5 separate regions of the Mus musculus genome follow, and regions 1, 2, 3 and 4 are each linked to region 5. Evidence: chromatin contacts called from public HiChIP or PLAC-seq and promoter capture Hi-C data. All regions are on one chromosome and are shown on one strand. The core of a region is the stretch at or near the end of the contact, and the rest is flanking DNA. Distances in the headings are between cores, read along the strand shown.

Region 1 (2,700 bases), core at 87-2,586, 350 kb after region 5:
ACATATAAATAAGTAAAATATAATAAAAATCTTAAAAGAAATAGAAGATACACTTAGCAACGTGAATGGACCCTAGTGACATCTAAGGAGCCCCTCAGCCCTCTGCTGTTAAAGCTGCCCAGATGTGAGATGGAGGGTGCTGGTGGCACGGGGCATATGGAAACATATGACTGTATGTTGGATGCACATAGATACAGGCAAGAGAGCACACACACAATCAATCAATAAACGAACGAAAAATAGGAAGAGTCACAGATGGACTGCGAGCTCGAGGCCACCTGAGGATTACATAAGGAGAGGAAAAAGACCACATTTAAGAGCAAAGGTTGTCAGACAAGGTGCAGACTTCTTGGGAAGCTGAGGATCCCTACCTCAACACCAAAGCCGTAGCAGAAAGAAACTCTACCCAAGTCTGGAGGACTTCAACACCGTCATTTTCATAAGGGAAGTCCGAGGCTCGAGCAAATGAAATGACCCAGGCTGGGGGGGGGGGGCGGCGGGGGGGAGCGTCCTTCCTCCTATGACCCACTGCTCTTGGTGAGGCAGGAGGTAACTATCCGAGGATTCCATAGCATTTTTTTCCCCTGAGTAGTGACTGGCTTTTCCAGTGTAGCTGGGAGGCCGATTGCTCTCACACTCTGATTGTGTAACATCTGAAATGGAGGGATCTGGTGTGTGTGCGTGTGTGAAAGGAACAGAGGCATGTTCTGAACAGATCTTTAGAGGTGGGAGGAGTGCTGAAGGTAAGATGAAGGATGCTGGATTGCTGAGGATCCTTCAGAAAGCAGGTCGCCAACAGTTCTTTCCCACCTGCAGCTGCTCTGTGGGTCCTCCTCTGCTTGGAGATAACTGTGCGTGCGTTGTGAGGAACTGCTGTCAATTCAGACTTCAGCGTTTTCCTGCCAATTAATTAGCCCATAAATGGGAGCTGGAGGGCAGAGGTCCTAGGTTATGGGGACCAGGAGCTACCCACTCACTCAGGGGTCCCAGAGGAGCGTGCATCCCGTAGCGTGGGCTCCATAGCACGGGGCAGGAAAGCACCAGCCAAGTTGTGGGCAGTCCAATCCCACCAGCTCGGAGAGCGCGCCCCGCCTAGCCCTAGAGTCTGGTGCTGCAGGCGCGCTGTCTCCAGAGGGCGCGGGCTGGGGGGCGGAGCCTCGGTGTTGTTGTTCCTCTCCGGCCCCGCCCCCAAGGGGGGCGCGGACCACGCGGCCGGAGGGCCCGCCTCCCCTCCCCCTCCCCGCCCAGCTCGCCCGCCTCTTTGTATCCAACATCCGGGTTTCCCCGCTGGCTCGGCTCCGTGGCCACCGCTCAGGAGCCATTTTGGACTCGGTTCAGGTCCCCTCCCCCACCCCTCCCCCGTTCATGGCCCCTCCGGACTCGGCCCCTGCGCCCGGGGCCCGGGCCCAGCCCCGTTGCGCCATGCCCGCGTCGGGCGCGCCCTGGCCCGCGCCCCGCCGCCGCCCCCCGGCTCCCGCGTCGCCCCATAGCCCGGGCCGCACTGCGCGCCGCCCGCAGCGGCCCTGAGCCCCTATCTCCGCATACTGCCTGGGAACCGAAGCGCAGAAGCGCGCGCTCCTGGAAGCGAGACCCAGAGAAGGAGCGGGAAGCAGAGCGCAGCCGCCGCCGGGCCCTGCGCGCCCCGGGAGCGCAGCGCGGCCCTGCCCGCGGGCTCCGGGTGTCCGCGGGGCGGCGCCGCGGAACATGACGGCGCCCTGGGCGGCCCTCGCCCTTCTCTGGGGATCGCTGTGCGCCGGTAAGGACCGGGCGCGTCGTGGGGGTGCAGGGACCTGGGGCGCGCGGTGTTTACCAACAAAGGGCGGCCCCGCGGCCTCGGCGCCGCGCCACCTGCCTGGGATCGGGGTCGCGCGGGGCGCTCTGGTGCTTGCGATCTTAGAGGCGAGCTCGCCCGTGCGGTTCCTCTGCGCGATTCTGGCTCGCAGAGGTTCTAGGTGATGGGGGAACCTGGAGCGTCAGGGTCGGGGTTCAGGTTCCGCGGGTGTGCGGACCCCAGGGATAGAGCGGGGAAAACCTAAGCGTGGGGAAGGCGGCCAAGCGGGGTGGGCATCTAATTGGGGGCGGCTGGGTTGGGGCTGCTCGCCCCTGAGAGTCATAGGTGTCGCAAAGCGAAGCGGACGGCTTTCCATAGCCCGCCCGGAGTCCTCTGCATCCCGTCCCGCCACTCCGCGTCGCGATCCTCATGCGAGTGGCTCCTACCTGCGCCCGCTTTTCTTGCAGCGGGCCGCAGATGCGCCCTCGTGGGACCGCTTTTGTTTTGGGCAACTGGGAGTGGAGAAGGGTTGAAGAGGCGAACCAACAGGTCTCAGATCGCTTCGGCCGGCACGTGGCGGGCGTGAGTGACCCGCGGTCAGCTCGCAGCCGCCTGCGGGCTGTGGATAGCTGGTGCGCGTCTGCTTGGGACTAGAAGGTGTGGGTGTGTACGCACGAAGTTGTGTTGGGAAAGCGCTTTCTCCCCCAAAGCCTAGGCACTGATTTCTGTGTCCCGATGGTGCTGAAGCGTGCTCAACTTTGTAGGAGCTCCGGGGCGGGCTTAGGGCAGTTCCAGGAAACGTGGACAGTCGGGCATTAAGACTCCAGAGAAAAGATCGTGGAGATTAGGACGGCTGGTGCCCGGTGGCTGGGGCTCTGGGTCCTGCGCGTCTTTGTTCCCAACCCCCATTACACATGCAGCTCGGGTCC
Region 2 (2,700 bases), core at 20-2,519, 270 kb after region 5:
ATTACTGCTGGGCTACAAACTCTCCCTCATCCCTAGCCGCTTAACCTCCTCAAGCACGCTGCACCTCTGAGAGTAACAATCCATGCTTGCTGTCGACCAACTGGTATTCTCGGATCTTATTCAGGGCCACTTCACACATAATAGCCAGATTTATGGAGCGAGCCATGGTCCCTAGTTGAAGCCCTCCAAGGACAACTTGAAACTCCAAATCTTTACCATAGCTTTAAAGGTCCCTGAGACTAATGTGTGCCCTCTTTCTGGTCCCTCAACTTATCAAGCACTCTCTCTCTCCTCAGAGTCTAAGTATTTTCTTATTCCTCAATGGAGGGGGAAAGGCGATCTTCCTCCGACTCGCTTTGAGGGCTCAACTTTTCCTTGAAATCACGTAACTTGTTCAAACCACTCCTTATAACATCTTGCCCGGTTCCTTCCGGCCACCTACTGAGACCTGTTACCGCTTTTCCCATTCTTTCTATGTAGTTGACGTCTGCCTCCGGGATCTGAGAAGTCAGTTGTAAAGAGCTAGAGGCGGGTCTAACCTGCTCAGCACCGGTACCTGGAGCTGCCCTCAGCCTCACACCTGCGAAATAGTGCATCGTCGCGTGGATGCAGGGATGGACTCAAGTGCACAGACCCCACAATCCCAGAGCCACGCGGCTCTGCCCACGGACCCTAGTGCCCCCTGAGCCAGGCCTGCCGCCCATCCACATGGCTCTTCTGCACAGGACGCATCTGTCTCAGGTACGCTTCTCCCTCCGAAGGGAGCCCCACCCTAGGCGCACGGCTCGCACCAGTGCCCAGCAAGGCTCGGGCCCAGAACCCCGGCGCGTCGCCCCTCGGCTCTCACCTATCACCTCCTGCAGCTCGTAGTCGTCCCTGTTGATGGACCAGGGCAGGGCGCTCGAGTCCTCGGACATGACGGCTGCAGCGCCTGGCTCCGTGCTCCTCACGCTCCGGGCTCTCAGGTCACCTCGCCGCGCGCCTCCCCACGCCCAGCCGCCGCCCCCAACCCGCCGCTTGGCCCAGCCTTGGGGCGCACAACGCCGGGGCGCGCGGGTCAAGCGCGGCCCCGAGGCGGAGACGCGCGGCTGCGACCGACCTCGCCTCCCGCGGCTCCGCGTCCCGCAGTCCCCGGCCCAGCCCACGAGCCGGCCTTAACCTCCGCGGCACCGCGAAACAAGCTTCTACCCAGCCCTGCCCCTCCGTCCCGCCCTCCACCCGAACCCCAAGCACGGGCCAAACTTTCCCTTCTCCCTCCACCTGCCGACACGCAGCGCGCTGACGTCACCACGCCGGGGAAGCCTGGCCGCGGCTCGCCGCCCCCCGGCCGCCATCTTGAGTGTGGCCGGACAAGAGGCAAGCGAGAAGGAAGCCGGAAAGAGTGGAAGTCGATAGTTAGAGAGCAGAAGTGCTCGTGGAGGAGTTCACTGAGGGCGTCTGAAAGCCAAAACAGAGCAAACTGCCGCAGAACGAGGAGCCACACCAAGCATGGCGGCCACTGAGTGCTAAACCGAAGGAGCGGCGCTTCCTCTAGAAGCTGAGGGAGGGGCGTTGCCCTCTCTGCTTTGCATTCATTGGTTGGTTTGAGAAAGCATGAGAACGGCAACTGGAGCGTGTGGACATCAGTCATATGTTAGTCCCGCCTCCGGGAACTTGACTCCCAGTTCCTACCGAGCGCCAAAACCTTTCAGGACCGGGTTCGCTGAGGTGACGTCACGGCGTCACGGTCACACCCTCGAGACGTGCAAACCGCGCCCCGGGGTGTGGAGAAGCCCGAGGGAGCGGCCGGGTGGGGTGCGCGGACGAAGGCCAACTAGGATAAAAGGTCTTGCGGGCTCCCGAGTGGAGCCGGAAGCTCGGCCCGTGATGACATTTTTTTTTTTCCTAAGGCGGAAGTACTCAGCGCCGCCTCCAGGATCCGGGAGGAAGCGGTTTCTGTCTTTTCTCCGCTTCGGGTCTAAAGAAACAGCACCTGCCTGGGACCTAGGTTAGTTGTCTCTGCCCAGGCAGCGCCTTGACTGTTCAGTGGTTTCTGTCACGCGACTTAGGGGTCAGCTCTAGGCCCCCGGCCCTGGCTTTTGTCATCTTCACAAAAATAAGTTCCGTTTTCTTGGCCTTAGAAGATCGCGCTTTGGTGAAACAAAACATTAAAACATCAACCTGGACAGGGTCGCTGCGGACAAAGTGTTCAGCTGAGCAGCACTGCTGAGCTCTTCGGTGGGAAGGCCATGAGCGCGTCTGGTTGATAGGACTTATGGAACATCTCAAGAAGAGGTCCCATTTGGGCCAGACCTTACAGTGCTAAGGGGATCTCAGCAAACAGAAAATGGGAGGACAGAATATTCCAGACCCGGCAAAGGTGCAAGGTCTTGCTGTAGAAATGTGTTTCAGGGCTGGAGAAATGGCTCAGTGGTTGAGAGCACTGACTGCTCTTCCAGAGGTCCTGAGGTCAATTCCCAGCAACCACATGGTGGCTCACAACCATCTGAAATGGGATCCAATGCCCTCATTTGGTATGTCTAAATACAGCTACAGTGTACTCATATATATAAAATAAATAAAATCTTTAAAAAAAAAAATAAGGAAGGAAGGAAGGAAGAAATTTGTTGCAGCCACTACTTGTGACACATTTAGTGCGTGTGATAACTTTTTCTTGCTGGAAGAAGAATAAAAGTAACATCGAGAGGAAGTGGGGACAGA
Region 3 (2,700 bases), core at 95-2,594, 490 kb before region 5:
CATGGTCATGGTGTGTACAGTGACCCTGTCACAGCAACGGACACATAGCGGCATACACATGTCAGGCATCTTCCTCAGTCGCTCCCCATCTTGCTTCCTGTGGCTCAGTCACTCACTGAAGCTGGAACTCCCGTGGTGGATTGACCCTCGGGAACGTCCCACCAAGACGTGGGGTATGGACCTGTACCACCAAACCTGGCTTTTCCCTGTGAATCAGGGCTGTGTAGCAGACACTTTATCTGCTGAGTCAGCCCCTGGCCTCTCTGTGCTGCATCTTTAAAAGGTTTTCACTTTAATTTTTATTTAGAAAAGCTTGAATCAATATAGTGAGAATCACTTTCATTCTTGTTTGTTGTTTTTAAGGGACAGAACCTCTGCTTGTCTCTCTCCTCCTTCCCTCTTCCTCCTTTTCTTCTTTCTGTTTTGATAAACTAGGGATTTGCACAGGGCCTGGTGGTACCTTGTTGGTGGCTCCAGGTCCAGAGCTATTTTTAAGTTCTGGACAATGTATTGGGATTTTTTTCTAATGCTTAGAAGGCTTGCCTTAGCTTATTTGGTAATCTGCAGCTATCAAAGGAAGTGTCGGACATAGCTGAATGTCTGAATGTGCCTGAGTAAGTAGCTATGGAGTCTGGGTAGCCACAGGGATGTGCAGGTGGACTCAAAGCAGCCAAGGCCTCGGACAGTGACCTTTCAGTTACAGGGCAATGGTATTGCGTGCGGGGCTAGGTCGGTGTACCTCGCTGAGGAGACGTCTGATGCCCAGCACCACAGCCTGGGCTCTGCTGCTTTGTTTCCCGTAGCTTCGGAAAGTTTCATGAGAAGAATCGGATTTTTCAAGTGTCCTGTGCTCATCACACTGTTTGTGCCTAGCCTTCTGCTTGTCTTTGAGAACGGTGCTTCCCAGGCGTCTGACAGTCCGCTCCTGTTCAGTGACGCCTAGAGGCGGTGCTCACTCAGCGAGATCAGTTAGCACAGAGGTCTCGCATGATGTCTGACTGAGGCAAGATCTGAGTGCCCTTAGAACACAACAGAAGGTGATCTGTGTGTCAGACTTCTAAGCAGGACCGTGGGGACAAAAGTCATCTAAGTCTTTTCTGGTTCAGCCTTGTCTATTTTTCGTTTGTTGTATTATGTTACTTGAGCACTGCCGGCGTGATGTGAGGACGGATGGGTATGAAATGTGCAGGTCAGTAGACAAGCTTCAAGGACCAACTCGTGAGTTACCCAGTGGGAAAGTACTCCCTTATTTCCTGAGTATCTGTAGGAACCCCACTATAGACAGCACCCAGCCTTAAACCCTAGGATCTGTGCACAGTCAGACCTGATGATACCATGGGGGAAGCAGCTGCTGGCCTTGGTTGACAGGGACAGAGGCAGTGTATGGGAGCCATGGCATTCCAAGAAGAGTGAGCAGCGCTGGTCCAGCCTTAGATTGGGTCAGGAAGGAGTGACGAGTTCTGTGTCCCACACATGTGTGACTGTTGGGTAACTCTCCCTCTGCCTGCTTTTTAACATTGCCACATTGCTGTTTTCATGCTGAAGGCCCGTGAAGAAGAAATGACTGGCAAAGTGACGGACCTGCAGACCCAGCTCGAGGAGCTCCAGAAGAAATACCAGCAGAGGCTGGAGCAGGAGGAGAGCACCAAGGACAGTGTGAGCTGCTTCTCGGGGGTCTGGGAAGTGTGGCCATTTCCTCAGCTTGGCTTGCCCACTGCCACACATTCAGCTCATTTGACCCAAGGGCCTTTGAGAACTCAAGTTCCTTTTTCACTCAATGCAATTAAAACCAAATGTTCAGATCTCATGTTAAGTGCAGTACTGGAATTTAAATCCAGGCTTCCACATTCAAAGCTAAACTTTGCTGTTTCTCAGTGCTTCCTGGCCTTTCCACAGACAATCTAGCAGACTGCAACTCCACCCTTGAGATTTCTTACAGGTTATCAGTCACTGAGGGCTGCAGTTTCTCAACAGCCAGCTACGTGGCTCTCCTTTCCAGAGTGCAGGGACGAAGCCTCTAAAAGCCTGTCTGAGCAGCACCCCTCACTAGCGACCAAGTGAAAAGGGCCTTTTTCCTGTTACAGAGAGCTGTGAACAAGTTCTGTCTGTCTGCTTAGCGTGTGGCTGTGGGTGAGGGCACACCTTTGCTGTTAAGTACTGCTTCTATGAAAACACGTGTCTTCGTACCAGGAGCTTCCCTGGCCTCAAGAGTATTGATGCTGTATCCTCACTGACAGAGTGTTGGTGCATTGTGAAGCCGACACAGATGCTGAGTTCTTATCCTTGTCTCAGAAGAGGGAAGAGACTATCCATACACAGAACTGTTCCCGTAGTCTCTCCATTCTCAATGTTTTGACTTTGTTTTACTTGAGATGGTAGGTCCTGCCATGTTTCCCAGGCTTGAGCCTTGAGTTTAGTCAGCTTCTGCTCAAGCCGTCTTCCCAGCTCCGCCTCCCAAATCGCTGGCATCAAGCTGATGCAGTGTTCCTTCTAAGTTCTAAGGCTTTGAGTGCTGAGTTCCATGAGAAATACTGTGTAGTCAGAGCCTAGCATGGGCCTCAGAGGTTGTGCTCAGAAATGTGTTACAGGACTTTGAAAGATGGGACATATGTACCCACGAAGTTAAGTGCATGATGGACAAACATATTCCTGTGTCAGTAATTCTGAAGGATAGAGATTACCACTTGTGTTGGGCATCTG
Region 4 (2,700 bases), core at 48-2,547, 390 kb after region 5:
ATTAAACACGAATATTCTTCTTTTTACAAAAAATAATTTACGGTCTTCAGAGTGAGTTCCTGGACAGCCAGGGCTACACAGAGAAACCCTGTCTTAAAAAAAAAAACAAAAATAATAACAATTTACTTAATTTTATTTTATGTGCATTGGTGTGAGGGTGTCAGTCATGAGCTACCATGTGGGTGCTGGGAATTGAACCCAGACCCTTTAGAAGAGCTGACAGTGTTCTTAATCACTTAGCCATTTCTCTGGACCTTATGTTCTCCCTTTGTCAGTGGGCATTTGCCCATCAATTTTGTCTAAGACCAATTTGAGAGGTCCCATAAAGTGGCTAACATTTACAGTGTTACTTGACGGCATGCATCCCGTGTATACCACCTTAGTCCTGAGATGAATCCCTATCGTCTAAGATGATGATTTTAACTTCTTTTTTGAGACAGGGTCTTGCGATGTAGCTGAGACTCATTTGGAACTCACTATGTAGTCTAAGCTGATCTGGAGCTCAGAAATTCCTTCCTTGTCTTTGCTAGCGCTGGGGTTACAGATCGGCTCCACCAAGCCCAATTACAGTTTATTACATCGACTTATTTATGTCTGGCTGTACATACCTGTGCATGTAGGATGGCAAGCCCATGCCTGTGACGGTGAGAGGACAGCTTTCAGGAGTCAGTCCTCTTCTACCAAGTAGGTTCCAGGGACTGAATTCAAGTGTCAGTTTTGGTGGCAAGCACCCTTACTGATGAACCATCTTGCTTGTCTAGGCACAAATTAAAAGAGATAACATGGACTGACACACTGGACTAGTTTGGTAAGGATTTAACTTCTGAGCTCTGGCCCATCCAGAGTCTCTGGCTACCATTGAGTACTGTTTTCCCAGGAAACTCGATAGGTGGTACAAACACTCTGATGTGTATTTTGACTTTGAAGCAAGTGCCCCAAACAGTCCAATGGGGTACAGGTTTTGGAATCACATCGAGTTGGATCCCAGGTTAGGAGATCTTTGATGGATCATGAACAAGCATTTACTCACTATTAAATGGGACTAAAGACAATTTCTTCAGAGGACAGTACACACACACCATTAAATTGACAAGCTAGGACACTTAACCCATCCATTAACTGGCCAGGACCAGGGATGGAGGTAGGCGTGCCTCCCCTGCTGGACTCTAGGGGACGCGCGAGACCCTCAGCAGCGAAGGCCTCTGGGAGGCGGTTCGGGATGGCGCATGCGCGCCTGGTTCCGGAGCCGGCGATTGGACCATTCCGGCCTCGGAGCCCCCGCGTGCGCATGCGTGGCAGAGACAAAGTGCTGGCGCCCGCGAGTCATGGCTGCAAAGAGCTTCGCTTCCCGTCTCAGGGACTCGCGGCGATTTCTGAATGGCTTCTTGGCCGGGGCTGTAGTGGGCGCCGCGGGAGCGGGGCTGACGGCGCTGCAGTTTTTCCGGCGTCCGGACGCGGAATCCGCGAAGCTGGCGAGGCAGCCACACGGTGAGTCTGCAAGCCTAAGCCGGCTCGGTTCCCCACTGCTCCCCCAAATTCTTCACCTGGCTGCGGGCTCACACGTCACCACCCCTCCATCCTTAGCTCCACCCCGAGCTGAGACTCTGTTTGTTCTCCACCTTAGGTGCAGCACAGTGCCTGGTACAGAATTGGCCTTCAGTAAGTGTCTTAGTTTCTTTTCCTGTTGCTGTGACAACGTATACCTGACAGAAGCAACTTAAGGGAAGGGTCTGTTTTAGCTCCCCGTTCGAGGTGCACCCCATCGTGGCGGGGAAGGAGCTCGAAGCAGCTGGCCACGTCAGGAAACGGACGAATGCGTGCTGCCTTTTGGCTCCCTTTTCTCCCAGTTTATACAATGTGGCCACGTCCCTCCACTGTCAGGAAACGGACGAACGTGCTGCCTTTTGGCTCCCTTTTCTCCCAGTTTATACAGTGCGAATCCCAGTCAGGGAATGGCCCAGCCCATAATTAATCTGGGGATCCCCATATCATTTAATACAGCCAAGATTCCCCCTCTCCCCATAGGAATACCCGGAGGCCTGCTTCTCAGGTGTTTCTAGATTCTGTCAAATTGACAACATCACAACAAGAATGTTTGAAGGCGTTTCCGTAAAGAATATCTGCTACCCAGTCTTCCTAGTATGTACATCCTTAAATTTACGGGGCATCTTATCTTTAGACAGAGAAGTGAGCACAGACCCATCTCATTCCAGGACGTGCTGAACCACCCGCTTCTTTTGACACTTGCCATTGTGCCAGAGGACTGCTCTGGGGAGGCATGGGGAGGAGTCACTTGGAAGCAGCTCCGGGTTGAGTCCTCTAGGAGGAAGTGTCAGTTTCTTAGCCCCACTGCAGTGAAGGCTGCAGTCTGTCTTTCCTTGAACTGAAACACTGGGGAAGTATCAGTGAGGGACAGTGTGGGTGGGCTTGTTTGCTCTGTTTTTGCTTTGAGCCAGTACTCACTGTGACCCAGCCAGGCATGAGACATGGAGAAACAGGTGTGTGCACCCACTCTTGGAGTTAAGGTCTTTTAAAAAACGAAATGGATACTTAACCTGGCAGCTGATATATCATGTTGATGAAAAACTAAAATGATGGCCATTTTTGTCTCTATTAGTCGCAAGACGTTCCCATTCACTTTTATACTTGTAGCACTATGGTTTTCCTTTGAATTCTCCCCCCACCCCCCATACACACAGT
Region 5 (2,700 bases), core at 128-2,627:
GGGCAGTATGCAGGAAGCAATGTGACTACCCAGTCCAGGGAGAAGACCATGTTTAGGTGGGGGGTCGGGGGATGAGAGAGGGGAAGAGGCTGGGAAACCAGGGGTCTTTCACCCTTGGGCCTGGAACTTGCAAGTAAAGTGGACAATGGAGAGGGACTGAGGTCTGGGCTGTGTACACGCTGACCCTTAGAGACCCCAGAAGAGACAGATGGAGAGAGAAGAAGGGGAAGGTGTTACCGGAACCAGCCAACACTGGCCACACAGAAGTGAGAGTCCAGCAGATTGGGAAAGGGGAAAGGGGATGGTGACACGGGACATGGGGACAGGGGACAGGTGACTGAGAGCACAGAGGAAGCCCAACACTCTCTACTGTGAGCCAGACACAGGACTAGCCAAGTTCCTCGTGACACAGGCTTCCTTTACACACAGCTAACCCACAACCGTGTCTCTTGCATATGTCCATCTGTCTATCCCAACCCTCAGGAGGCTGAGGCAGGAGGACTGTGAGTTTCAGGACAGCTTGGGCTATACAGTATGACACTGTCTGACCAAAACAAAGCAAAATAAAACACATACACACACTGACCACTGGGCACAGGCTGGCCCAGAGTTTCTGGAGTGTCTAGTCCTGAGCCATGAGACTTTGTAAGTGAAGAATCCGCTGCAGAGAGAGGTCTTGCATACTGTCTGCAGGCAGGATCTAGTGGGGTTGAAGGGAAGGCATGTGCTGGCTGACGCTGGCTGTGACTGAGATCTGTGCTGTGACAGGCAGGAGGTAAAGGAAAGTTGTGTCCCAGGCATTTCTGGAAGGTTCTATTTCCAGCGTCCTCCTATCCCACAATCAGGAGTAACAGAGGGGCAGCCAGGGTGTGGAAGGGATCTCCTTGCTGTAGACTCCACCGGCCTCTCCCACGATGGATATCAGGCTCCCTGGGGACCTCTGTGCTGGGCAGCCAGCCCGAGATGGGAGGTCGGGGTCAGAAATTCTGGGAGGCAGCCCCGGGCGTTTCCTCCACCTCCTAAAATGACCTTCATATCACTTGACTCACTATGGTGGTCTGAACCTCTAGATCCAAAAGGAGCCCAACCCGCGGGGGTAGGGGGGCGGTTGCCCACTTGAGCTCCCCAATGAGAAATCGGTGTATTCCACAGTCCACCTCAGCCTTGATCAGGCCTCCACCCCTAGCCTTCTCTGCCCACTGGTACCGAAGAAGTAATCTACCAGGCCACGGGAAGGGGGCTGGCTCCCAGACGGCTTGGTCAATATTTATTGACTGACTAACTCTGAATGCCCTCCCTGTCCATGCTGCACAGAGCACGGGGTGTGTCCTGCAAGGCGGGAGCTGGGATTGAGTTACAGTTCGGAGGGAGGGGCCTAGTGTTGCCCACAGGCTGAGTGAAGGAAGGTGCAGAGGCAGTTCCCAGAAGGTAGGCCTGGACTGGGGTGGGGGTGGGGGACCCGGTAGAGGGGTTGCTGGGAACGCAGAGGGAAGGCATGGCGTTCTAGGGCTCGGGGATCATACAGCGGCTGAAGGCTGGTAGGATTGAGGGCAGCCCCACGGTGAGAACGCTTGGCTATCTGCGCGTGGGTGGAGGAGGACCACTGTGGCAAGCCAGCGTGAGAGGAAGAAGCGGCGGGTTTTGCGTGGGTGGGCTCTCTGTCACCCCCCAGAGTCAGTTCGCCTGACTCACGACCCTCCAGCAGGCTATGCCCTCCCTTCCTGGAAGTTAAGCAAAGGAATCTCGAGGTCTACCCTCAAGTACACCTTGTTCAGGAGGAGGGGTCGGCTGGAAGGGAGAAGGGTCACCTGAAGGAAGGCGACAAACGACAAGACAAGCGGCCTGGCCGCCAAGGAGACTGGGACCCCCTCCCCCCCACACACACACACACAGTGGGTTAGAGCCCCTGCGGAGAGGGGCAGAGAGAAAGCCAGTGTCGGAGAGAAAGGAACTTCACCCTGGGAAATGAGAGGGCTTCTAGGAGGGCAGGGGGTGGGGGAGATGGGGTCCCCATGGGGGATGTACTGGTAAAAGGGGACACACATGGGCTGGGGCTCTCGTGAGCCACGGGTGACTCCGTGGGAAGAGAAGAAACCTCTAGCGGGAGGGGAGGGAACACAAAGTGTAAGAGGAGTAAAGACACCCCGTGCTTTAAAGTTCTCTTGCCTCCTCTAGCAAGAGGGATGGGGGCTCAGCTCCAGTCTGACTCTCCAGGCTGTGGGTTTTGGGGCTCCTTCCCAGCCACCCCTGGGCCACTGCTGCCCCTCTCTGAGAAGCCAGGTTAGACACTGCTTCCAGCTGCCAATATGCCCTCCTCTTCTCTGTGGCCCCGAAGTTGGACGGTGTCCTTCCCACTCCACTGTGGCCCTTAGAGCTACCTGGCCACTACCTTCTGGCTCTGTGCCTCGGGTCTCTGTCTGTCTGGGTCCCTAATCATTTTCCTGTAGCTGGTTTGATGTATAGACTCTGTCCTTGCTGAAGGGTCCTGTTGCAAGTCACTATACCCACCATGGTGTGCCATGTTCTCCGTTGCTGGAAAGGACCATTGTGTGACCACTGTGCCCATCCATCATATATGTCATTGTCACACAATGACCTCAACTAGAGGTGCTGCTGGCACGCCTGGTGACTCCCTTGGTCAATCAACAACTATCTATGGACTCCTTCTGTTCCATGTCGGGAGAGCCATGCTAACAGCAC

What was found. Promoter capture Hi-C pulls out the DNA fragments that hold promoters and counts their contacts. HiChIP or PLAC-seq counts read pairs in DNA pulled down with a chosen protein or histone mark.
Region 1: an H3K27ac HiChIP or PLAC-seq map of extraembryonic endoderm stem cells shows a contact between it and region 5. The contact joins the promoter of Acvr2b here to the promoter of Vill in region 5. A contact is called at or near these places in 3 of 115 datasets of contacts at active chromatin or transcription factors (embryonic stem cells, extraembryonic endoderm stem cells and pancreatic cancer cells).
Region 2: an H3K27ac HiChIP or PLAC-seq map of extraembryonic endoderm stem cells shows a contact between it and region 5. The contact joins the promoter of Oxsr1 here to the promoter of Vill in region 5. A contact is called at or near these places in 3 of 39 promoter capture datasets (embryonic stem cells, hippocampal neurons and liver), 2 of 115 datasets of contacts at active chromatin or transcription factors (extraembryonic endoderm stem cells and trophoblast stem cells) and 2 of 9 other capture datasets (adipose tissue and pancreatic islet).
Region 3: a promoter capture Hi-C map of cranial neural crest shows a contact between it and region 5. The contact joins the enhancer-like site here to the promoter of Vill in region 5. A contact is called at or near these places in 8 of 39 promoter capture datasets (the 3T3-L1 cell line, the HPC-7 cell line, cranial neural crest and 5 more), 2 of 115 datasets of contacts at active chromatin or transcription factors (SST interneurons and craniofacial prominence) and 3 of 9 other capture datasets (adipose tissue, liver and pancreatic islet).
Region 4: a contact with region 5 is called in a promoter capture Hi-C map of liver, with 2.8 times the contacts expected there. The contact joins the promoter of Exog here to the promoter of Vill in region 5. A contact is called at or near these places in 3 of 39 promoter capture datasets (the C10 cell line, embryonic stem cells and liver).

The regions. Positions count from the first base shown.
Region 1 is chr9:119,400,842-119,403,541 of GRCm38.p6, forward strand. It overlaps Acvr2b (activin receptor IIB), which reads left to right and starts at 1,337. Exons shown (of 11, transcript NM_001313757.1): 1 at 1,337-1,756. The coding sequence starts at 1,705.
Region 2 is chr9:119,321,158-119,323,857 of GRCm38.p6, forward strand. It overlaps Oxsr1 (oxidative-stress responsive 1), which reads right to left and starts at 1,270. Exons shown (of 18, transcript NM_133985.2): 1 at 848-1,270. The coding sequence starts at 917.
Region 3 is chr9:118,564,012-118,566,711 of GRCm38.p6, forward strand. It overlaps Golga4 (golgi autoantigen, golgin subfamily a, 4), which reads left to right. Exons shown (of 24, transcript NM_018748.3): 18 at 1,546-1,656. Among named protein-coding and RNA genes, the nearest start is that of Itga9, 41 kb to the right of the region's middle. Within about 2 kb of position 1,345, at least 3 of the 459 cell types and tissues checked have an H3K27ac peak or open chromatin away from gene starts, as enhancers often do.
Region 4 is chr9:119,443,663-119,446,362 of GRCm38.p6, forward strand. Exog (endo/exonuclease (5'-3'), endonuclease G-like) reads left to right here and starts at 1,298. Exons shown (of 6, transcript NM_172456.4): 1 at 1,298-1,488. The coding sequence starts at 1,326.
Region 5 is chr9:119,051,401-119,054,100 of GRCm38.p6, forward strand. It overlaps Vill (villin-like), which reads left to right and starts at 1,378. Exons shown (of 20, transcript NM_001164567.1): 1 at 1,378-1,428.